7 separate regions of the Mus musculus genome follow, and regions 1, 2, 3, 4, 5 and 7 are each linked to region 6. A link is a contact called in public HiChIP or PLAC-seq and promoter capture Hi-C data. All regions are on one chromosome and are shown on one strand. The core of a region is the stretch at or near the end of the contact, and the rest is flanking DNA. Distances in the headings are between cores, read along the strand shown. Region 1 holds the start of Aqp5 (aquaporin 5). Region 2 overlaps Faim2 (Fas apoptotic inhibitory molecule 2). Region 3 holds the start of Tmprss12 (transmembrane (C-terminal) protease, serine 12). Region 4 holds the start of Nckap5l (NCK-associated protein 5-like). Region 5 holds the start of Mettl7a1 (methyltransferase like 7A1). Region 6 holds the start of Lima1 (LIM domain and actin binding 1). Region 7 holds the start of Tmbim6 (transmembrane BAX inhibitor motif containing 6).

Evidence for each region. HiChIP or PLAC-seq counts read pairs in DNA pulled down with a chosen protein or histone mark. Capture Hi-C pulls out chosen DNA fragments and counts their contacts.
Region 1: an H3K4me3 HiChIP or PLAC-seq map of embryonic stem cells shows a contact between it and region 6, with 7 times the contacts expected there. The contact joins the promoter of Aqp5 here to the promoter of Lima1 in region 6. A contact is called at or near these places in 6 of 39 promoter capture datasets (the 3T3-L1 cell line, cranial neural crest, embryonic stem cells and 3 more), 1 of 484 Hi-C or Micro-C datasets (embryonic stem cells), 12 of 115 datasets of contacts at active chromatin or transcription factors (embryonic forebrain, embryonic hindbrain, embryonic midbrain and 5 more) and 2 of 9 other capture datasets (liver and macrophages).
Region 2: a contact with region 6 is called in a FOXA1 HiChIP or PLAC-seq map of pancreatic cancer cells. The contact joins the enhancer-like site here to the promoter of Lima1 in region 6. A contact is called at or near these places in 3 of 39 promoter capture datasets (the HPC-7 cell line, cranial neural crest and second pharyngeal arch cranial neural crest), 3 of 115 datasets of contacts at active chromatin or transcription factors (embryonic hindbrain, embryonic stem cells and pancreatic cancer cells) and 2 of 9 other capture datasets (liver and pancreatic islet).
Region 3: an H3K4me3 HiChIP or PLAC-seq map of embryonic stem cells shows a contact between it and region 6, with 5 times the contacts expected there. The contact joins the promoter of Tmprss12 here to the promoter of Lima1 in region 6. A contact is called at or near these places in 2 of 115 datasets of contacts at active chromatin or transcription factors (embryonic stem cells and pancreatic cancer cells).
Region 4: a promoter capture Hi-C map of adipose tissue shows a contact between it and region 6. The contact joins the promoter of Nckap5l here to the promoter of Lima1 in region 6. A contact is called at or near these places in 1 of 39 promoter capture datasets (hippocampal neurons), 1 of 115 datasets of contacts at active chromatin or transcription factors (neural tube) and 1 of 9 other capture datasets (adipose tissue).
Region 5: an H3K27ac HiChIP or PLAC-seq map of embryonic stem cells shows a contact between it and region 6, with 4 times the contacts expected there. The contact joins the promoter of Mettl7a1 here to the promoter of Lima1 in region 6. A contact is called at or near these places in 2 of 115 datasets of contacts at active chromatin or transcription factors (embryonic stem cells and pancreatic cancer cells).
Region 7: a contact with region 6 is called in an H3K4me3 HiChIP or PLAC-seq map of embryonic stem cells, with 7 times the contacts expected there. The contact joins the promoter of Tmbim6 here to the promoter of Lima1 in region 6. A contact is called at or near these places in 2 of 39 promoter capture datasets (embryonic stem cells and hippocampal neurons) and 3 of 115 datasets of contacts at active chromatin or transcription factors (embryonic stem cells and stem cell-derived neural progenitor cells).

Annotation. Positions count from the first base shown.
Region 1 is chr15:99,589,546-99,592,498 of GRCm38.p6, forward strand. Aqp5 (aquaporin 5) reads left to right here and starts at 1,483. Exons shown (of 4, transcript NM_009701.4): 1 at 1,483-2,089. The coding sequence starts at 1,727. The region is part of intron 3 of Gm34765 (a long non-coding RNA gene); the gene reads right to left.
Region 2 is chr15:99,509,602-99,512,440 of GRCm38.p6, forward strand. It overlaps Faim2 (Fas apoptotic inhibitory molecule 2), which reads right to left. Exons shown (of 12, transcript NM_028224.4): 11 at 981-1,034. Among named protein-coding and RNA genes, the nearest start is that of Faim2, 17 kb to the right of the region's middle. Within about 2 kb of position 1,285, at least 35 of the 459 cell types and tissues checked have an H3K27ac peak or open chromatin away from gene starts, as enhancers often do. A contact at or near this core is called in pancreatic cancer cells, where this site is marked.
Region 3 is chr15:100,279,327-100,282,264 of GRCm38.p6, forward strand. It overlaps Tmprss12 (transmembrane (C-terminal) protease, serine 12), which reads left to right and starts at 1,511. Exons shown (of 5, transcript NM_183109.3): 1 at 1,511-1,707; 2 at 2,906-2,938. The coding sequence starts at 1,557.
Region 4 is chr15:99,456,423-99,459,461 of GRCm38.p6, forward strand. It overlaps Nckap5l (NCK-associated protein 5-like), which reads right to left and starts at 1,326. Exons shown (of 13, transcript NM_001001884.1): 1 at 1,210-1,326.
Region 5 is chr15:100,303,541-100,306,240 of GRCm38.p6, forward strand. Mettl7a1 (methyltransferase like 7A1) reads left to right here and starts at 1,277. Exons shown (of 2, transcript NM_027334.3): 1 at 1,277-1,804. The coding sequence starts at 1,307.
Region 6 is chr15:99,874,064-99,877,035 of GRCm38.p6, forward strand. Lima1 (LIM domain and actin binding 1) reads right to left here and starts at 1,393. Exons shown (of 11, transcript NM_001113545.1): 1 at 1,270-1,393.
Region 7 is chr15:99,391,669-99,394,664 of GRCm38.p6, forward strand. Tmbim6 (transmembrane BAX inhibitor motif containing 6) reads left to right here and starts at 1,279. Exons shown (of 10, transcript NM_026669.4): 1 at 1,279-1,372.

The sequences.
Region 1 (2,953 bases), core at 233-2,732, 280 kb before region 6:
CAATTACCCTAGGAGGCTTTTAAAACTGACCAAGACATGAGGTGACTTTCCTGGGCCTTGCTCTATGGCTGGTACGGTGCAACGGTGCAAAGTGCTCAAACACTAACCGTACGGGGTAGAGGGAGTGCAGCTCTTTTTCTGGGATCCTGAGGATGGGTCCTTGCCCTGCCCCCAAACCCTAGAAGGTCCTCCCTCCAATCTCCTTCTACACATGCCAAACCTGCGGAGGGGGAAGGTGGAGGGTTGGGAGAAGCAATGGAGAGGGTCTGGAAGCCCAAAGAAAAAAAGGACAAGAGGAAGCTGGGAACTAGAAAAATGTGTTGGCCAGTCCAAGAGTGCAAGGACTTGATGGAGTGGGGGTGGGGACGAGAAAAACCAACTGTATGAGTGTGCAAACTAGAAAGTGAGATAGGCCGGCAGAAACAAAGACCTGCAGATTGAAAGAGGCTAAAGGCAGGCGAACTAGATAGAGCTAGAAACAGTAATGGACAGCTCGTTTTAAAAAAAAGGAAGAAAACGTAGAAACGAAGAGTCAGAGAGACAGGCAGAAAGAGGAAGACTCAGAAGTCAAAGGGTGATAGACTGAGGAAAAGAGACAAGGCTAAAAGACTGGTGGGGAGAGGGCGCAGAAACGCAGGAACACATGGAGGGAGAGGGCCAGAGACACAGAAAGAGACAGAGAGACAAAGAGAGGTGGGGATGGGGGTACTGAGACTGTCACGTTGGGAGAAAGACCAACAGGGACAAGAAGCAAACAGCCACTCCGGAGGTCTAGTGTGACTAAAGTGATGGAGTTCTGGGTTGAAAACAGAAGAGGCCAAGACCCTTTCCTCTGACCCCAGTCTCAGGCACTTCCCTAAGCCCAAACAACCCAAATTGATCACCACCCCAGGGTCCCCAAGGGCTACCACTGAGAACGCCTCCTAGAGCCCGCTGCCTAGAGGCACCGCCACACGCGGCGTCGAGGATTGCCGAGCGCAGAGCAGGCTGGCACTGTACTCCCGATCCAACGCCCCCGCTCCTGCCGGGCTGGACCGGGGAGAGGCCCACGATCGCCGAACCGCCCCCGCCACGGGCGGATAAGGAGCTAAGAGGCGCTGTCCTCAGAGACTCTCATCACTCTGACCCGTCCGTGGGTGAGACCGACCGGGTCAAGATGCTCCGGTCGCGCGAGCCCAAGGAGGAGAAAAGGGGAAGGCTGCCGGCCGGCCCCGGACGCCGGTAAAGGCCGGCCGGAGAGGGACTTCCAGAGCTCGGTGCGAGAGGAGAGCCGGGACCGCGCTCAGCCGCCAGGAGAGCCCAGCACGCACGTCGACCAGGAGGGCGCGGGAGCAGCGCTGAGCGCACGATGCGCGCGACCCAGACCGCCGGGCCAGTCTACACTGCCGCGTGGGTCACGTGGCCCGGGCGGGTCCGCCGCTGTGCGGCCGGGGGGCCGGGGGTGCGCGGGGCGGGGGGCTGCGAGCGCGCGCCCGCCAGGCTCGCTCCCTGCGCGCTGCGCTGGCCTCTGGGCGCGGGAGCCGCCCCCGGCCCCCCCGCGCTCTGCCCGCCGCGGGGCGCGCGCCCTCTATATAGCGCGCCCCTGCCCGGTCCGCGCCAGGCCGCCTGCCACGGAGTGGGCACCGCACGTCGCGCAGAGCCCCGCAGACAGACGCCCGCCGCTGCCAGCGCCGCCCCGACGGCCGCCCCGCGACGCAGCCGCTGCCACCGGGCCCCCAAGGCCACCATGAAGAAGGAGGTGTGTTCAGTTGCCTTCTTCAAGGCCGTGTTCGCAGAGTTCCTGGCCACCCTCATCTTCGTCTTCTTTGGCCTGGGCTCGGCACTCAAGTGGCCCTCGGCGCTGCCCACCATTCTGCAGATCTCCATAGCCTTTGGCCTGGCCATAGGTACCTTGGCCCAAGCCCTGGGACCTGTGAGTGGTGGCCACATCAATCCGGCCATTACTCTGGCCCTCTTAATAGGCAACCAGATCTCTCTGCTCCGAGCCATCTTCTACGTGGCAGCCCAGCTGGTGGGTGCCATTGCTGGAGCAGGCATCCTGTACTGGTTGGCGCCAGGCAATGCCCGGGGTAACCTGGCCGTCAATGCGGTGAGTGTCCACCAGACTGTGGAGGGATGGGCAGGGACCCTGGGGACATTTCAGACCAGACCTTCCATGCTCCTCCATCTTGAGAATGGGTACAACCAAAACACCAGGGCATAACTTAGCCAGTAAGAGCAGGCTGACCAACCTCCTGGCCAACCTCAGTGCTCCCGGGTCCTGGCTTCTCTTCACATTCTCCCTCATCTACCCCTCCCTCTCCTATGCTGCATTCCCTGGCCTAACTCCCCAGGGCCGCCAAAACATCCCTTCCATCTCTAATCTCACCTGTGACTTCTTTCTTGTGACCCCCCTTGGTGGTGTAGTTTTAAGGGACCCACCAAGGAGCCATGGATAGTGATGGATGGAGGTCTGGAGCAACCGTGATCTCCCTGGGCTTCCAGTTTACTACCCATGACATGGAGGTGATCAGAGCACAGCCAGTGCCCTGGGGATTACACTTAGAAGCCATGATGTGATGCACCCCCAGTGCTGGCTCCCCCTTTTGTAACCCCTGCTCCTGCCCCCCTGCTGTCTCTCCATCTTTGCAGCCCTAGATTCAGCCCCCTGTCCCATGTGAACTGGGCTCATTAATCAAACACAGAGGAGGATTTTCTCGGCCATTGTCAAGCTGTGAGTCAGACACACTGGAGAGACGGGTTTGAAGTTGGCACCGGCAGCGGGTCAGGCATGGATAGGAGGCCAGGGGCTGTTTGCAGTAGGCAAACTGGGCAGCTGCCCACAGGAGGGAGGGTAAATGCCAGCTCATGGGGGCTGGGGATTGGGCAGAGCCGTTGACACGATGGCACCCAGGAAAACTTGCTGACACCCTACCCTCTGGCTACAGGCCTGAGCTTCAAGCTTGCGCACACT
Region 2 (2,839 bases), core at 35-2,534, 360 kb before region 6:
GAGAGAGAGAGAGAGAGAGAGAGAGAGAGAGAGAGAGAGATCCAGCCATTGATTCACTGGCAAGAGATATCTCTTTGCATGGCTTCCCATGATGTCATGGACACCTGGCGTGTCTCTTGGGTGTTCCTGAGGCACATATTCAGGTGCTTGGGGTCCACCTGACTCAAGGATATGTGGGGCTGCCTTGGGCAGGCATCTGTCCATCTTTGGCCACGTAGCCTGGGTATCTGCTTCTAGGCACTTTCCACCCGGCCTCTGGAACCAGATATCCAAGTTCCCAGCTTGATCCTACCATGTCCTAAAATGACCTCAATACGTTATCTGACATCTCTGGACTTCCTCTTCACTGTGATCGCAGAAGAGTGGGACCTATCTGCTAGGTGTGGTGTGTGAATTAAGAACAAAAGAGAGCCGGCTGAGGGACAGTGAGTGCTGGATAAATATTAGCTGAGCCCCAGGTGTGGTGCATGCCTATAATACCAGGCTCTAGACACTGAGGTGGGAGGATCGAAAGTTCAAGGCCACTTTGTTTATAAAAGACAAATAAGTATATACGTACGTAAAGAAGTGAATTAGCTATCACTGTTAACTGAATTTGGTAAGAACAGCAAAGAAAGAGGTCCTTCTGATGGAGACTTTCGCCAGGTATGGGAATCTTCCCAGACTGCTCTAGGATTTACTAATTTGGTCCCCACAGCCAGATATCCCTGTGCTCTGCCAGAATGACCCGTCTTCTTAGTCCTGGTCACCTAATCCCCTCTGGCCACCAGCTTCTACCCTGATGTTCTCCTGATGTTGCCCTGCTCAGAGAGTCTATCTTGGACACAAGACAGAATTCCCTGCCTGAGCACGGCACCAGCCCTACCCTAGGATGCTGCCGAAAGGTTCCATAGAGACCATAAGGAAGACACAGGGTGGAAGGGTCTGAGGAGAGAATCACAAAGCTGAGATGGTGGCCCCAGGAGCTGGGCCAAACTCACCAACGTGAACACACCCGCTCCCAGTACAGCATAGACCGCGTGGAGCCAGGGGACCTGTGGGAGAGGAAAGATTGGCTTAGCACACAGCTGGCTGGCGGAGGTGCCAGAAGTTGGGGCAGGGCTCAGTCCTGAGAATGGAAGAACAGGGGTAGCTCCTCTCTAAGAAGGCCGGGTCTGAGAGAGGCTGTGATTCTTGGGGAGCTCCCAGTGGTTCCCACAGGGGCTTCCCACAGACCTGACATGTCTTTCCTTGGAGCACAGCCCCAGGCTCAGGCTGGCCAAGTGCGACTCATCCTGTTTGCCAGTCATTCCCTCAGCCTGGGTCTGGCTCTAGGCTCCTCCTCAGGTTGCCAAATCATCCCTGCTCTATCTGGGGTCTGTCTGTTCCTCACAGAGAGCTCTCTGTCTCTGCCTTGGAAGCAAGAGCTCAGGTGGAGGGGCTGGAGAGACGGACGGCTCAGTGGTTGAGAGCACTGACTGCTCTTCCGAAGGTCCTGAGTTCAAATCCCAGCTCACAACCATCTGTAATGAGCTGTCTTCAGACACACCCCTCTTCTGGTGTGTCTGAAGACAGCTACAGTGTACTTACATAAAATAAATATATTATTTGTGTAATATAATATTTATAATATAATAAAACATTTGTATAATATAATAATAAATAAATCTTTGGCCCGGAGAGAGCAGGGCTGGAGTGAGCAGAGGTCCTGAATTCAATTCCCAGCAATCACATGATGGCTCACAATGGTATGCTCATAAACATAAAATAAAAATAAATTTTGGGAAAAAAAAAGAGCTCAGGTGGAAAAAGTCAGCCAGGGTGGGTATGGAAGTGGAGGCATCTGGAGTCTCTGCCAGAGGGCCATGATGGCCCTGCCTCTGGAGGCCAGAGCAGCACCTTTCCGGCCTGTGCTCACCCCCACTGTGAACGCAAACAGTCACAAGTATAAGGTGCATTACCCTTTGTGGATCCCTTCCAGAAACCTTTCTAGAAGGTTCCTGGAAACAAAGGCATCCCATCAGCTCAACGTGGGTCAATAAAGGGTGCTTTGAAGTTCTAGGACTCCTTCCTGTAGCCCCCTCCCATCCTAGAGACACAGAGGCCCCCAGGCCAGCTCTGGCCCCTCCCTTCGTCAACAGGATCCTGGGAAGAGCCAAGGAGTCAATCTAGACATCCTAGACTTGATGCCAACTGCCCAGAGGCTGGGGCTGGGCAGCATGGAAGTGTGTTAGAGGGGATAAGGAATACCCTCCAACCCTGGCAGACAAGAGGCCATGGGAGACCAGCTACCGGATGTGGCCGGAGAGAATATTGTTGAGTCCCTAATAGATCCAACTAGTTCTTTCCTGTGTTCTTAGGATTTGAACCACCTGTCACGTCTCCAATCTGTTCCCCAGCATTGGTGGCTTCAGCTCCTACCCAGTAGGCACTCCTTTGGGCAGGCAGGATGCCAATCGGAGTCCCTGGAAGAGCCCTCCGGTGGGTGGGCATTTGTGAGATGGGGTGGGGAATCTGCTCCTACGCCGCCGTGGTCAATTCCCCTCCTGCACGGCTAGCCAAATTCTGCCTCTTTGGACTTAGCTGGTCCCCCAGGAGTGCCCCTGAGCCTGCAGGACCCTGGAGCCACATTGTATCTTTCTCAGCTACAGTCCCCCTCCCCCATCCTCCACCTGCAGGAGATGGCCGGGAAAGTGAAGCCGGATGCGGCTCATGGAGCTGGGCAGGTGCCCAGGCCTGCCAAGAAAAGCCTCCTTGTTTGCTTGCCCATGCTGCTAACACACCCGGGGGCAGGTGCCAGGAGGGCCAGGGTGGCAGGCCATGAGGCTTTGGCCCTGGGTGGCCCTGCTGGGGTAGGAGA
Region 3 (2,938 bases), core at 261-2,760, 410 kb after region 6:
CGAGATTTCTAGAAACTCCAAGGTTTACAGTGAAAGGAGATTATAAACCCCATTTGCTCCATTTTGTGGACCAGGCTTTATTTTCAAAAAAAGGCCATAAGGCACCAGCTTCAGGAATAAGTCCCAGAAACTAGGTCATATGAACAGATCATAAAACCAGAATAAAATAAAATAGTTCTAGTAACAGATTATAAAATCCAGAATAAAAGTTTAGATTAACTAATTCTTCTAGAAAGTTCCTCTGGTTCCCTATATGAAGGCCTGCGTGCCTTTGTCTTGAAAGAAAATAAAACTTGAGAACTGTGATTCATGTAATTTATGTCAAGTAGCCCAAAGAGTTGTTTGTGAGCTTTGAAACCTGGGGCTGAGAACATAGCAGAACAGGCCAGGACATGCCCTGGCAGGCCCATCATTAAGACATTCCTGAGGCTGCTTGGTCATAAAGATAAAGAGAATGACATGACCAGACTGGCCCTGTGCCTCCCTATCTCCCAACCTTCTGACCTAAGTTAAATGTTATCTGCATGTACAGTCTGCTGATGTTTAAATGGACCAATCATGTGAAACCACGCCAATTCCTCCCCCAGCCCCTTTTCTATAAAAACCCCTAGCTTCCAAGCCTCAGTGGCCAAATCCACTGTCTCCTGTGTGAGGTATGTTTCAACCTGGAGCTCCACCATTAAGCTACCTCGTGTTTTTACATCAAGATGGTCTGTTTGTTCGTGATTCTTGGGTGCACACCGAATCCAGAGTTGAGTGGGGGTTTCCCCACTAGGTTCTTTCAGTCTGTGGTCAACATTTCAAAGAATGGTGGACCCCTGCATGCTGGTTACTTCTGCAGAATAAGCATTCTTTGTTTTTGCACAGGATCTGAGTTTGGGGTCTTCCTTCAGTGATTTTTGGACCCTTACAACAGCTAGGAAACAAAAAAATGGCCACAGATGCTCAGACCATTTTTAACATTTTTGTTTGAAAGAGTCCCACATAAAGGGGATACCATTTATATGTAGGCAACCTTCACATCAAAGTTTTTTTTTTTTTTTTTTTTTAAATCTATATCAATTGATTTGCTTGTTTGTTTTTCGAGCTGGGGGTTTCTCTGTGTAGCCCAGGCTGGCCTCAAACTCAGAGATGCCCCTGCCTCAGCCTCCCGAGTGCTGGGATTAAAGGCGTGCATGCTTTTCCGTATTAAATATTTACGTATGATTGTGGGCATCCGTGGGTGTACGAAGTAGGTGCGCATGCATGGCGAGCCATGGCGCCTGTGTCCGTGAGAGGACATCTTCTGCAGGCAGCGCCCTCCCTCCTTCCAGGCCCGGTGGGCAAGCTTGTGAGGCCAGGGCTCCCACCTGACGCCATTGAGACCTCCCTTCCCCTCTCACGCTCATCTTCCTACCCTGAGGTCCTCACAGCCCTGAGTGTGGGGAGGCCTTCTCTCCCACCTGAGCCTGCGACATCCCGGAAATCCTCTGCTGGGCCACTTCCGGCTGAGCAAAGGCGGGAAGCAGCTAGAGGACCAGCAGGCCGCTGCCGCCATCTTGGGGCCTACAGCCACCATGGCGTCATGGGCACTGAGCGCCGCGCTGCTGTGCCTGGGCGGCGCCTTTGCGTACTCTGAGCTGCACTCACTGTCCCTTAGGGAGGGCTCTGCGCTGGGACAGGCCACTGTGCCAGGGCCGCCGGAAGAGGAGCAGCCGGTCACGAAGGGCAGTATCTGGTCATGTGCGGCCCCGCAGCCCCAGCACACGGGGACCTTGCCTGCTGTTCCCACCTCAGCCACGCAGGACTCAGCTGCTCCCAGACCATTGGTAGCCATGTCAGTGATACCTCAAAAATGCTCCGCACTTATTTTCTAGACAGACTTATTGACGTTCGTGGTTCAAAGGGCTGTTAGGCGACCTTCTCAGAATGCAGTGGATAATAATAATAATAATAATAATAATAATAATAATAATAATAATAATAATAATTCAGCGGGTTAAATGGCAAGAATGATGGCTACAGCTTGCAGTTCTGGATTTAGCAATTGCAACTTTTGTTTGTTTTATGCCAGAGATTGGTGATTTATATACATTTTTCCTACACACCCTTACTACTGAGCTATATCCCAGACACATGCGGTCACGGGAACGCACACAAGCTTTTGAGATCAGGTCTCACTATACAGTCCAGGCTGGCTTGGAATTTGTGATGTTGCTGTCTGATCCTCTTGAATGCTGGGATTTCACATATCTATTACTAGTGGGTGGTGGTGGCACACACCTTTGATCCCAGGGCTCTGCAGCCAGAGGAAGGCAATCGATCTCTGAGTTCAAGACCAGCCTTGTCTACAAAGTTCTGAGACAGTCAGAGAGCTACAGAGAAACTCTTGTCTCGAAAACAGAAACCAAGAAACGTAGTGTATACTAGCATGCTGGCTAGATCTTAGACTCTTTTTTCTTTTTTTTAAGTTTATTTATTTCATGTATATGAGTACACTGTAGCTGTCCTCTGACACTCCAGAAGAGGGAGTCAGATCCCATTACAGATGGTTGTGAGCCACCATGTGATTGCTGGGAATTGAACTCAGGACCTCTGGAGGAGCAGTCAGTGCTCTCACCTGCTGAGTCATCTCTCCAGCCCAGATCTTAGACACTTAATCACTATTTCACAAAGTAAAGAACATGGGACTTAGCTAGTGAAACTTTTATATTCTTGGGCCATAGAGTTATTAATAAATTATGTTGATTTTGTGTCTTAGTAATCAAATATGGCATGTTTGTTTAAATTTCTTCACCATTCAAAATTTCAGCTTGTCTCATCAATGTCTACATAGGAATGGAAAGGATTGTGCTAATGTATTCAGGCTAGGAAGTAATACAAAACATGGATGTTGATTCCAAATAATGTATTGCTTTGTTTTTAGATTGTGGAATAGCACCACTTAGAGGTGCAGTGG
Region 4 (3,039 bases), core at 76-2,575, 420 kb before region 6:
GTCCTGTAAGATTGAAGAGGGTCTACAACAAAGCAATTGTACAATGCTCACTTCCCCTCAGAGGCCTGAGCACACAATAGTGAGAGACTCCTTCCCCATGGTTCCTCAAACCAGTCCTGATTGCCGGCCTCTGTCTCCAACCACTTCCTCTGGCTGACAATTGTGTTTAAGCAGGAGGGCCCACTGGAGAACGGGAGAGTTGGCGGAGAGGGAAATCAAAGATTGCCTCCAAACCTAAGGAAGCCTTCAAGCCTAAAACCTCCAGCTCCTGAGGAAGGCGGTCTTTAAAAAGCAGCTGTTGGGCAGGCTGGGTGGGTTCATGTGAGCCCTCTGGAAAACCAGGCTTAGGAGATGAAGGCCTTCTGTGCCCTTGGGACAGCGCCAAGGCTAGAGAGACAAGAGGGGCCTTCCGCCCAGGATATAAAAAGAGGGAGTTGGGGTCCCAACTGCCGCTCTCCTGGGCCTGCTAAACCAAGGGAATGTCAGGCACAAATAAATTCTCTGCATTCTTTTCAGCACCCCAGCCCAAACCCAGAAACCTTTTCAGTCGGGGCTGCCCTGTCCCTTACTCCAGCCCAACCCATCTCCTTCGCTCAGCCTCTATTCAGCATGCAGGTTGTCGGGTTCCCTTCTTCCCACAGCCCCTCAGAGCCTCAGCAGGGTGGTTCCCAAGACCCGGTCACTCCGCCTTTCCCCGCCTCCCCCACGCCCTACAGCCCCGGGCCACAGGGACTGGAAGGAGTGCGAAGGGGTGCCCCGGGCTGCAGTCTGCGCCTGCGCTTTGGGGAGAGCCCCCTCCCTCCGCAACCCAGCACCGCTAAACGCTACCGGGACCGTGGGATACGGGGAGGGTGGGATGCGCAGTGGGGGCAAGGTCAGTGCTTTCAAAGAGGGAGGGACACCCGCCACCGGAACATCCCCCCACTCCCGAAAGTTTCCCTTCCGGGGCCACCGAGTGTGCGCGAGGATGGCGCAGGGGGCGGGAGGGGGTGGGGTGGGGGGGTGGACAAAGTCACAACAGGACCCCTCCTGGGAGAGTGCAGCGCGAGGGACCGGCAGGCGTCGAGGTGTGGGCCGGAAGCCTCGCTCGCTGCCCCTTCCAGCCAAAGCTGCCACGAGAGCCTTTCACTCCACACTCCGCGGCCCCCACCCGGGGCGTGCGGCCCCCCACCTCTCAGCCCGTTAAATGCCAAACAGGCCTGAACTTACCGAAATCAGGTGCTGAGCTCGACTGGCTTGGTCCACAGGGTCCATGGCCGCATCTCGGGGGCGGGAGGGCGAGGGGGGTGCAGGAAAAGGGGGGTACCGGAGCCACCTCTTGATGTCAAGGCTTTAAAGGGGCCAATGAGCCCCGCCCCTCGCCCAGACCCCGCCTCCCTCCTCCCGCTCAGCCAATCCACGCTCAGCCTGGGTGCCTGCCCCTCCCAGCTCTATCCAGATGTTCCCAGGACGAGAGCTAAGTCTGCCCGGCCGGCGCGCGCCGCTTCCGCCCGAGTGGGCAGGGCCTCCCCTCCCCTCCCCCCTGCGGAGAAACACTCTTCCTCAGGCCGGAGCTGACCTGCAAAGCCTTCGCGGTGCTCCCGGTGCTCCTGGTGCTGGGGATCGGGATGCCAGGCCCGGCCGAGTGGGACTGGAGCCGGGGCATTTAGAACAGAGAAAACTAAGTAGGTTTGCGCGGGCCCACGGGCATGCGCGTCTGCTTCCGTGGGTCTGGGCGTGCACGTGTATGTGGTTGAGAGCGTGTTTGTAATTTGCTGCATACGTGTTAGGTGCAAATCTACAGGAAGAGGCTTGAGTGTCTCCTTGGCCTGAAATGCACCCGCCTCTCTTTTCCATCTCTAGGTCGGGGACCTCCCAGAAATCTGGAAACTGGAAGCGAGGAACAGGCACATGTGTAGAAAGCAGTGCTGGTTTAAGAAGCAAGGCAGACCCAGGCGTGGTTGCTCATGAGAAATCCTCGCACTTGTGAGGCAGAGGCAGGTAGATCTGTAGTGCAGAAAAAAGAGACTGTGGTTGGTTTTTAGCTACTTTCTGTCAGGGAAGAAGAAAGTACAGTCCAGTCACTTCACTAACCGGGAGGAAACAAGCTAACTCTTGCAGGCCTTTGCAACTTAAGAGCTCAGTACGGTTGTCCTTGGTCTGTTTGTTGTTACTGATTGGTTGAGACAGGATCTCTAACTCTGGCTAGCCAGGAACTCATGATATAGGCCTGGCTGACCTTGAACTTGTCATGATCCTATAGCTTCTGTCTCCATTTTGGTCCTTAAACACTTCCTTGCCCTTCGGTGGATACCTTATAATCCTCAGCTATATGCACTGTATTAACTGGCCTGGATGCGCACACAGGGGAATTCAGAGGTATCTTTGGACACTTTGTATATTTTATTAATATTGCTTCTCTCTTAGGTGTACAAATGAGACTTAAAGCAAAATTAGTCCAGTAAAAGAACGGGTGCCCTACAAGAATGTAGGGTGGTCAGGTTGGCTGGGATGCATTTAAGGGGTCCTCTCTGAAGAAGGCATTTTAGAGTGGGAGTCTAAAGATGGAGAACTTGAGTAGGACCCAGGCAGGAATAAAGACAAGTGATTGGCAAGAAGCTAATTACCAGAGTGGGATAGCAAGCAAATCCTCTTTTGTAGGGGGGGGGGGGCAATGCAAGAGGTTTTATCTGGAAAACAGAATGAGCATTTATATAAGGGAGTCATTTTGGATTAAACAACAACAACAGAAGAAGAAGAAGAAGAAGAAGAACAACAACAACAACAACAACAACAACAACAACAACAACAACCACCACCACCACCACCACCTCCGGTCTCGCTGTGCAATTCAGGCAGACTTCCAACGCTCTGCCCCCCAGTGTCAGGACACAGGTGTCATGTACTGGGTGTCAGGACCGCAGGTGTGCCACCAGGCCTAGAGCATGCATGCACACACCAAGCATGCACTCTGGTGCCGAGCCAAATCCACAGCCTTCCACTCCCTCTTCATCTTGTTTCTTGATGTTCTTTGAGGGTGCCTTTGGACACTACAGGACT
Region 5 (2,700 bases), core at 27-2,526, 430 kb after region 6:
CTCAGCCAGTGCCTACCACTCCTGTTTCAGGATATGAGTTTTTCCCCTCTGCATGCTGCCGACACCTGATATGAATATCAGATGGCTATGCTAGCCTCAGGTCCATCTCCTCTGGAAACCAGCAGTGACTTTCTTGATCTGACTCGCTGAAGATTCTGAATAGTTTCCTAAATCTTCTAGTTATGTCTGTTCCCACTGTCATTCACACATCAAAAGCACTCAAGTCTTATGTAGAATCATAGAATCACGTTGACAGTTCTTAACTCGATTACCACCTGTAAGACCATATGTGAAATATGGAAGCAAACAATTTAAAAAGTAATTTATCTTCTTTGTGAATTTATGACTCAAAAAACAATTCCCGAAATCAGTGCAGCTGGGCATTGTGACAGAGATCTGCCATCTCAGCGCTGCTTGAGAAGTCGCAGAGGGATCAAGAGAATTCAAGGCCGGCTGGGGCTAAGGAGCAAGACCCAGAAAAAAACCCCAACCAAAAAGACTGGAGATTGAAGCTATTTTATAAAGCCCATCAGAAGCCAAACGGGGACTATCCTGAGCACCTCTACTTTAAATGGGCGGAGTTACATAATAACCAAGCATAAGATTGGCAGTTGCGTTTTAAACTGTCAAACAGCTCAAAACAGTGACACAGCAAAGATCCTTCAGATGAATAATTAACTTATGAAAGGCTCAGTTCAGAATGGGAACTGAGAAACTGTTGGGTGAGTCTTGGCAGGGTTTCCTTTCACTTCCTTTACACAAAAACAGGTTTTGGGGCGGTGTGTGGTGGGAAGAGGAGAAGGGAAGAATAAGCCTGCGATGAAAAGGGGTCTCGGCTGCCATCTTCCCTGGTGCGCTGACCTGCTCCTCTTCCTAAAAAAGGCTTGGGTGGGTGATGCGAAAGTACACACTGTGCACTAGCCAACCGCGGCCGGAAACTAGCTGCAGCCTCCAGACCCAAACAAAGCCAGGCAGGACCAGGGTCAGGGTTCAGGCTGCAACCTTCCAAAGGGATGGGGGGTGGGGGGGGAAGGTGGCAGTCTTGGATCACTGAGCCGGCCAACTGCTAGCCGGCCGGTGGGGTTAGGGTGGGGGTGGGATGGACGGTGTGGGAGTCAGGCCGCAATCGGAGCCCTACCCGGCTCTGCTATTTTGGTTCCCCCCCCCCCCCCCCCCCCCCCCCCCCCGCTCAGCCGGCGCCTCCTTCCTCTCTGATTGGCTCTGGAGCGAGGCCAGGAGCCTGCGCTCTCCTTCCCCAGGAGACACTTCTGGGGAAGCAGTAGCCCTTTCTCCTCTACTCGCAAAGATGACGCTTGCCGTCCTGGCCCTGCGGCTGGTGGTCTGTACCCTGGCGCTTCCCATGTTTCTGCTGAACCTTCTAGGCTTGTGGAGCTGGGTATGCAAAAAGTGCTTTCCCTACTTCCTGAAGCGATTCTCCGTGATGTACAATGAGCAGATGGCGAGCCAAAAGCGGGAGCTCTTCAGCAATCTGCAGGAGTTCGCCGGCCCCTCGGGGAAGCTGACTCTGCTGGAGGTGGGCTGCGGCACCGGAGCCAACTTCAAGTTCTATCCCCCCGGGTGCAGGGTCACTTGTATCGACCCCAACCCCAACTTCGAGAAGTTCTTGTTCAAGAGCGTCGCAGAGAACCGGCAGCTGCAGTTCGAGCGCTTCGTGGTGGCAGCCGGGGAGGACATGCACCAGGTGACCGATGGCTCTGTGGACGTGGTGGTCTGCACCCTGGTGCTGTGCTCGGTGAAGAACCAGGAGAAGATTCTGCGTGAGGTGTGCCGAGTGCTGAAGCCGGTGAGTGGCAGGAGTGAGGACTGGCTAGCTGCAGCTAGGAGTGAGGGTGCTCCTATCAGTTTCGGGTGGATTCTAAACCAAAACAAACAAACAAACAAACAACAAAGCAAAACAAAACAAAAATACCAAATGACTCCAGAAGAATTTTGCAAAAGAGAGTAAGGGCTGACAAATCAGAATCTAGAAAGTTCTAAACTGCCAAAGGGGGAAGAGCCTGTGGAGAGTTTAGATGTCAAACTTGGTAAAGAAGCTCCCAGAAACAGCTGAGGGGTCACCCACTCATTCAAACAAACAAAAAAAAACCTTCCAAGTCCCGGCAGGCAATGGGAAGCAGAGGCAGGTGGATCTCTGGAAGCTCGAGGGCTCGGTTGCCAGCGATGCACAGAGACCATGTCTCCAAAATAAAACAAGCAAAATTTACAGGTCACTAAGGATACTGGTTCTGTGTTTTGAAATGGGTCAGGGAAAAAGATGAGCAACTGGGCAGGAACCAGAGTATAAACTAAAGCAGACAATCATGAGACAGACTGTAAGGCCGTGTTTGCTTCGGACAGTCTCAGAGACTCACAGTCTATAGTGCTGGGGGCAGGGAGGGGGTATCTGGTAAGGACCCCCTCATACAGGAAGGGGCTTGGAAGCCTCATTGAGAAACATCAAAACATCAAGTGAATGCACTATCTCTATTAGAGATTCATCTATAGCTACACATATGTAAAACACGTCCACCCAAGGGTGCTCTCTTTCTCTCTCTCTCTCTCTTAAGATTTATTTGTTTTATGTATGTGAGTACACTTGTAGCTGTCCTCAGACACATCAGAAGAGGGCATTGGATAGCATTACAGATGGTTGTGAGCCACCATGTGGTTGCTGGGATTTGAACTCAGAACCTCTGAAAG
Region 6 (2,972 bases), core at 143-2,642:
CTAAGTTAGAGAGAACCAACTCCTATAAGCTGCCCTCTGACCTCCACAAGCCTACCATAGCACGATGGCTGGTATTCATGCACACACATCACACAAATGGTAATTTTTAAAATATATATATATATATATATATATATATATATATATATATATATATATATATATATATATATATATATATATATATATATATATATATATATTGAAGGTCAGGGACAGTGGAGCACACCTTTAATCCTAACATTCAAGATGCAGAGGCAGCCATATTTCAGGCAGCCAAAGCTAGATAGCCAGCTCAAGGCTAGTCAGGGATTCTCTGAAGAAGCAGAAAGAGGAAGAGAAGAAGAAAAAGGAGGGAGAGGAGGAGGAGAAGACAACGACTGAGGAGGAGTTGTTCTTTCCTGCTAACTCTATAGCTTTTTGAAGGCTGTCTAAACATGATCACACTTGGTCGTCCATAGACTAACTGGACTAGGTATTTGTACCAGTAACTATGTAGATACAAAGTAGCCCACTCACCCACTTCCGTGCCAAGGATGATCTGCCCTCCAAAGGTCAACGTCTTAAAAACATAACCTCACAGTCTTCGGCTAACTTGCAAAGTCAACAGAACCATTTGGATTAGGCAGATTTTTGAGAGCTGGAATTAGTTGCAAGACAATAGCAGATCAGTATCTCTCACCAGGATCAGCTAAACTCATTGTTGTGAGCACCAATAAGAAGGCTAGGACGGGTGCCAGATGGTTCGCTCCTAGCACCCACGACTTCGAGCTCCAGTGTGTGTGGCCAGGGGTGTACAGTTACCTAATATTAACACCTACGGATGCGAGTGAGCAGTGGATCCCAGCTCAAGTACACCATAGCGATTTGGGAAGGACACAGCAAGTAGGAACTGTTCGGAAGGATGTTAAGTCTTAACCAGAGTTCATCTGGAGGAATGGACGGGAGAAAAATTGGAAAAGGAACGGCCGCGTGGAAGAAGGAAAGAGTGGCAGGATTACCTCCCTAAGAGGGTGTTTTAACTTTTGATGAAATGCCACTTTCCCTCCATCCCGTGCGAGACCAGGGGCCCAGGCAGCGAAGTCTCAGTCCCTTGGACTTCCCAGAAGGGAGGGCGGAGCATGGGAGGCTCCTCCAACGTGGACCCCAAGGGGTGAGCCTCCTGCTCCTGCTACCCACCGCCTCAAAATACGCGGGGAGAGTGCGGGGCTCAGCAGGGTCTCCGCGCGCATGCAGGCTGCGGAGGGCGAGGCGAGAGGAAGCGCTTACCTGACTAGAAAGCCGTCGGGGCTCGGCGCTGCACGGCCACGGTCCTGCGCTCTGTCTGCCCAGCGCACCTGTCGCAACTGGGCTGCAGCACCTTCAGCTCCGCGGCCCCGCCCCGGCCCCGCTCAGAGCCCCGCCCCCTGCCGCGGAGGCGCGCCCGTCTCCCGCCTCCCGCGCGGCCTTGGAGCGAACGTGCTCGCTCCCGGCGGCGTGTTCAACTCGTGACCGGAGCGTCGCCCTAGTAGCGGTGGTGTTGCAGGAGGCGTGGCTCCTGTGTCAGCCTCCAACTTGGTCGTGTCCCCTTTCTGGCTCACCCTATCTCTCTCTGACTAGAGATTGCAGCAGTTTGATCTGAGACTCACCCAGAAATCTGGTCTAAGTGCAACTTCAGGGAAGTTCCTGGTGCTGTCGGGGTAAGTTCTGTGGAAAGGTATTTTAAGAGAGGCCATGCCCTGTGCTGCAAAGAGCTGCCAAAGAGGCCTGGCTCAGACTACATTGGATCACTTCACCTCAGTGGACCTGAGTTTCCTCAGGAAAGGATAGGATTAGATAAGAGTAGGTGGTGTCCAAGTTCTCCAAGAGCTATGGGTTTTGTTTGTTTGGTTTTTGGTTTTTTGTTTTTTTCAACAACGGGTGGTTTTCCTTCATTTTCTTTTGAGACAGAGGAGGGTCATCACATGTAGCTGAGATTAGCCTGGAACTCACAGTGTAGCTGAAGTGATCTTTGAGCTGTTGGCTCACAAAACTGCCCGTAACTCCAGCACCTGGGGAACCTGATACCATTTTCTGGCGTCCGTGAGGAACTGCACACACATCACACACTCACACACATATACATACTAATAAGATTAAATAAAAGTCTTTTTTAAAAGAGGCTCTAAGAGAAGGGTAGTAGCACACACCCTAGAGTGGGCTTGCACTTCTCAACAGTGTCTGCAAGACCTGTTTCTGTTTCTGCACTAGGAATGTGAGGGTCTGAATAGATCATGAGGAGACATAGCATGTGGCCATCCAGCCCTCAGATTCTTGGCTCCACCACCATTCCTCTCTGCACGAAGCCTTTTGATAGTATCCTTTCCTGAGGTCTAGTGACATACCAAACGAAAGGAATTCTGAGGCTTTTCATGTGAGTGTTGATTAGTATCATAAGGGCCAGTGGTAGAAAGATTTGTTCAACTCCTAAAGCAGTCACTGGCAAAGGGCACAGGACATGTGGCCTTTATCCTGGCAACTGAGGTAGGATGGTTGCCTTGAGTCCCTGGATGTCCAGTGTTACAGAGTGAGAATAACCCAAAAGGAACAAAACAAGAAACCTACAAAAAGCTGTTGATGAACAAGTTTTAAGGAATTGAGCCATTCACCAAGGATAGAATATCATTCAAAAATCTAACCTAGACTGATTTCTGGATAAATGTACTAAAGAAGCAAATTAACTTTATTCGAAGATTAAAAGGGTTTTGTTTTTGTTTTTGTTTTTTTAAACGGGAAATCAGCAAACTTCTCTAACAGCTTGGGAAAGGAGCTTCATAAGCCGAACAAGGAAGTAATGATATTGGCTTTGCTTTATTTGATACGGTCACATGGCAGCTCCCTAGTTATATAACCAATTGACTGGTTGGCTATCTGTGAATGGCTGTCTCGATTCAGAATTAATCAGTTAGAAGGACTTTCTGGTACAAAAATAACCTTAGGCTAATGGCCTGCTT
Region 7 (2,996 bases), core at 29-2,528, 480 kb before region 6:
TCCGTGCTTTCTCTGGGTATTTCTGGCTGTTCTGGAACTCGTTCTATAGACCAGGCTGCTCTCAGACCAGCGATCTGCTCGCCTCTACCTCCTGAGTGTGTAGTAGGTAAAAGTTACCTTGGCCCAAACCATGGTCAGCCCTAAGGGCTTTGCTGGAAGCAGAACTGAGAGGCTCAGATGGTCTTCCACCTTTCCTCTACACACTCCTCAGGCTGCCTCACTCTGGAGTCCTTCAGGGCCCTAATTCAGCATGCAGCCCTCAACTACCCAGGATCCAGCTGGAACCCATTCTATACTTGTGATTTCAGACAGTACTAATGAGTTGTGAAATTGATTTTTAAAAGCATAGGCCACAAAAAATAAAAATAAGAAAATAAAGGCTCCTGGTTTTTGGTTTTTTTCTCTCTTTTAAAATTAGCTTCACAGCTCCTTCCAACTAGGTTATGCTCCAACTAGGGAACACGCCCTAAGGGACGTGGCGAGCCAGGGAACCACCTGCTCTTTGACCGCCCTTGGCCAGGTCTCTAAAGAGCTGGTTAGGATTGCAAGACCAGGTCTTTGAGGCCGTTACACCTGACTTGCAGGGCCTTGGGTAACTACCAAAAACCACTCACTTCCATGCAGGTGGTTGTGGTCTCTGTAGCCAGTTTGCTTGGGGCTCCTGAGCTACCGGGTAGCCTCAGACCCTCCAGGCTGGGGTCCCTGGGTCCCTGTAGAATGGCTGGCCCTTCAAAGGTGCTCTGAAGCGTAAGCGCCATTATATTCAATGTTAAAAGGTCTCGAGAAAGCCGGGTGTCGGTGGCGTATGTCTTTAATCCCAGCACTTAAGAGACTGGTCTACAGAGTGAGTTCCAGGAAGGCCAGGACAGAGAAACCCTGTCTCAAAAAACAAAACAGAGATCCCAGGGAGAGCTGCCTCGCTTTCCTTCATTACCATCCCATGAGAGGCTTAAAACCAGCATCTTGGGACATTTTAGTGTCATGGGTGGGTGGTCTCACATGACAACGGTCTAAGCCTGACACGCCCCATTTCACTTTTCCTACTCCATGGGTCTGAAGCCCGACGTCCATCCTTCCTATGTAGGGGGAAGAAGGCGGAGGCCTATTGCTAAGGTGCGGGTTGGTGGCTACAGTCTTGATTGACAGGGGTATTAGCCAATGACTCTGACGAAAGCGGCTGCTGTTTATGAACGTGCAGATAACGGACAGGAGCAGTGCAGCCGGGGGCCAATGAGAACTCGCCTGGGCAGGTCTGAGGGCGGGGTTTCCCTAGGGGGCGGGTGTGGGTAGACTTCCAGCGCCAACCCCCGGAGACTCAGAGCACATCCGGTTTTAGCAGAGCAGGGAAGCTCCGGAGAGGTGGGCTGAGAAGGTACGTGCGAAACTAGGATCGGGCAAACCCGGAGTGAGGGATAGGGAGGGAGCAAGCGCGGGAGAGGGTAGTAGCTTCCGTTTTCGGACGGATCAGCTCCTTAGGCAACCCGGCCTGTTCTGCGTCGAGATCGAAGGAAAGCTGGGCGGGGAGGGACGCGGAGGAACTAATGCCGCGCATGCGCAGCAGCGCCGGCGGGGGCGAGTCTGCGGGGTCTCCCGGGCAGTTGGACCTGTGTCTGTGGCGAAGGCAGGCCTCTTAGCGACCCTCGCTTGCGTCCCTTCCACCCTCAGCCGAGTTCAGGGCTTGAATTCGGGACGGGTCCCCCACCCCTGACTTTGAGGTAAACGAAAGAGAAAGCTGTGTCGTTGTGGTCACCCCGCCCCACCCTGCGATCGCCTCTCGGCTGTTCCTTCTCGGGTTCCTCTGCCTCGCCTGGGTGAGCCGTCGGGGTTGGGGACTTGAGGTAGGCCTGGTTATAAGGCTGCCCTGTCACGGCGGGCCAGGTGATGTCACACTTCTTTATGACACTCGAGATTCCTTAGTTACTTAGAAGCCAATGGTAGAGGCCGAGGTGAGAAGCCCCGGGCTTAGCCTGGCTCCCCAGGCCCACGGAGCAGCCCCACTCTGATCTGATTGGTTGCCTCTGGACAGGTGAGGTGGCCTTGATTGCTTCGTCCTGAACCCTGGGTGAGTTCCAGAGTCTGCCCCGGAAGGGCGGCGATGGGTACTGTTTTTCTTGGACTGACTGATAAGTAGGCTTTGGCTTGCCTGCCTTCGTTTCTTTCCTTTTCTTTTTTTTTAAACAACAAAAACAAAAACAAGTTGTCTGGTGCCAGGCCAGGTTGCTTTGCCTGTCCAACCAGGCTTGTGTTGGCCAAACAACAAAACCACTTTGAACTTGAGACTCTCCAGTTACACAAACTACCTGTGAATGTGTAACACTTCGGACGAGCTGACTGCCTGAAACACAGACAGGAATTTGAAGGCTGAAGGTCAATGCCAGACTTTGTAGTTACTTATTAATATTTGTATGTGGTTTACCTTGTGGCTGTATGGGTATCTTAAGAGAGAGGTATGATTCAGGAAGTCCCTGAATTGCCCAATCACGTTTTCATGCCTTCTGCTAACACACTTAAGTCAGTAGTTGCTACATTTATTTTCTTTGGTGTTTCTTTATTGTCTAATTTGTTTTCTGCTTTGACTTGAACAAGTGGACATTTAGATTCCCCTCAGTTTTCCCCTAGTAGAGAGTGTCTGGAGTCCTTGAGAAACACAGCCTGTAACTTAGATCCACTTTTCCACTTCCATTATTCATCATGGGGAAATCAGGTTGCGCCCCTGGGTCCTGCTCTCCCTCTGTCCATCTGAATGAAGCCCTGCTTTCCTAACGACTAGGAAGGGGAGACATTAATTCGGATACTTAGCCTTTCCAGTTTTTCCTCCTTGTTACAGATAAAATTCGTGGTCTTGGTAGAAATGCTAAAAAATACATTGTGGGAGGAACCGACATATGTGCTGCGGAGTTAGGGAACTGCCTTATTGAAAGTGTGTTTTCCTGTTGTGGGTGAAATGGAAAGGTCAGGAGACCTGAAGCTGGTTCGGTTCTGGCCCCCCCCCCCCC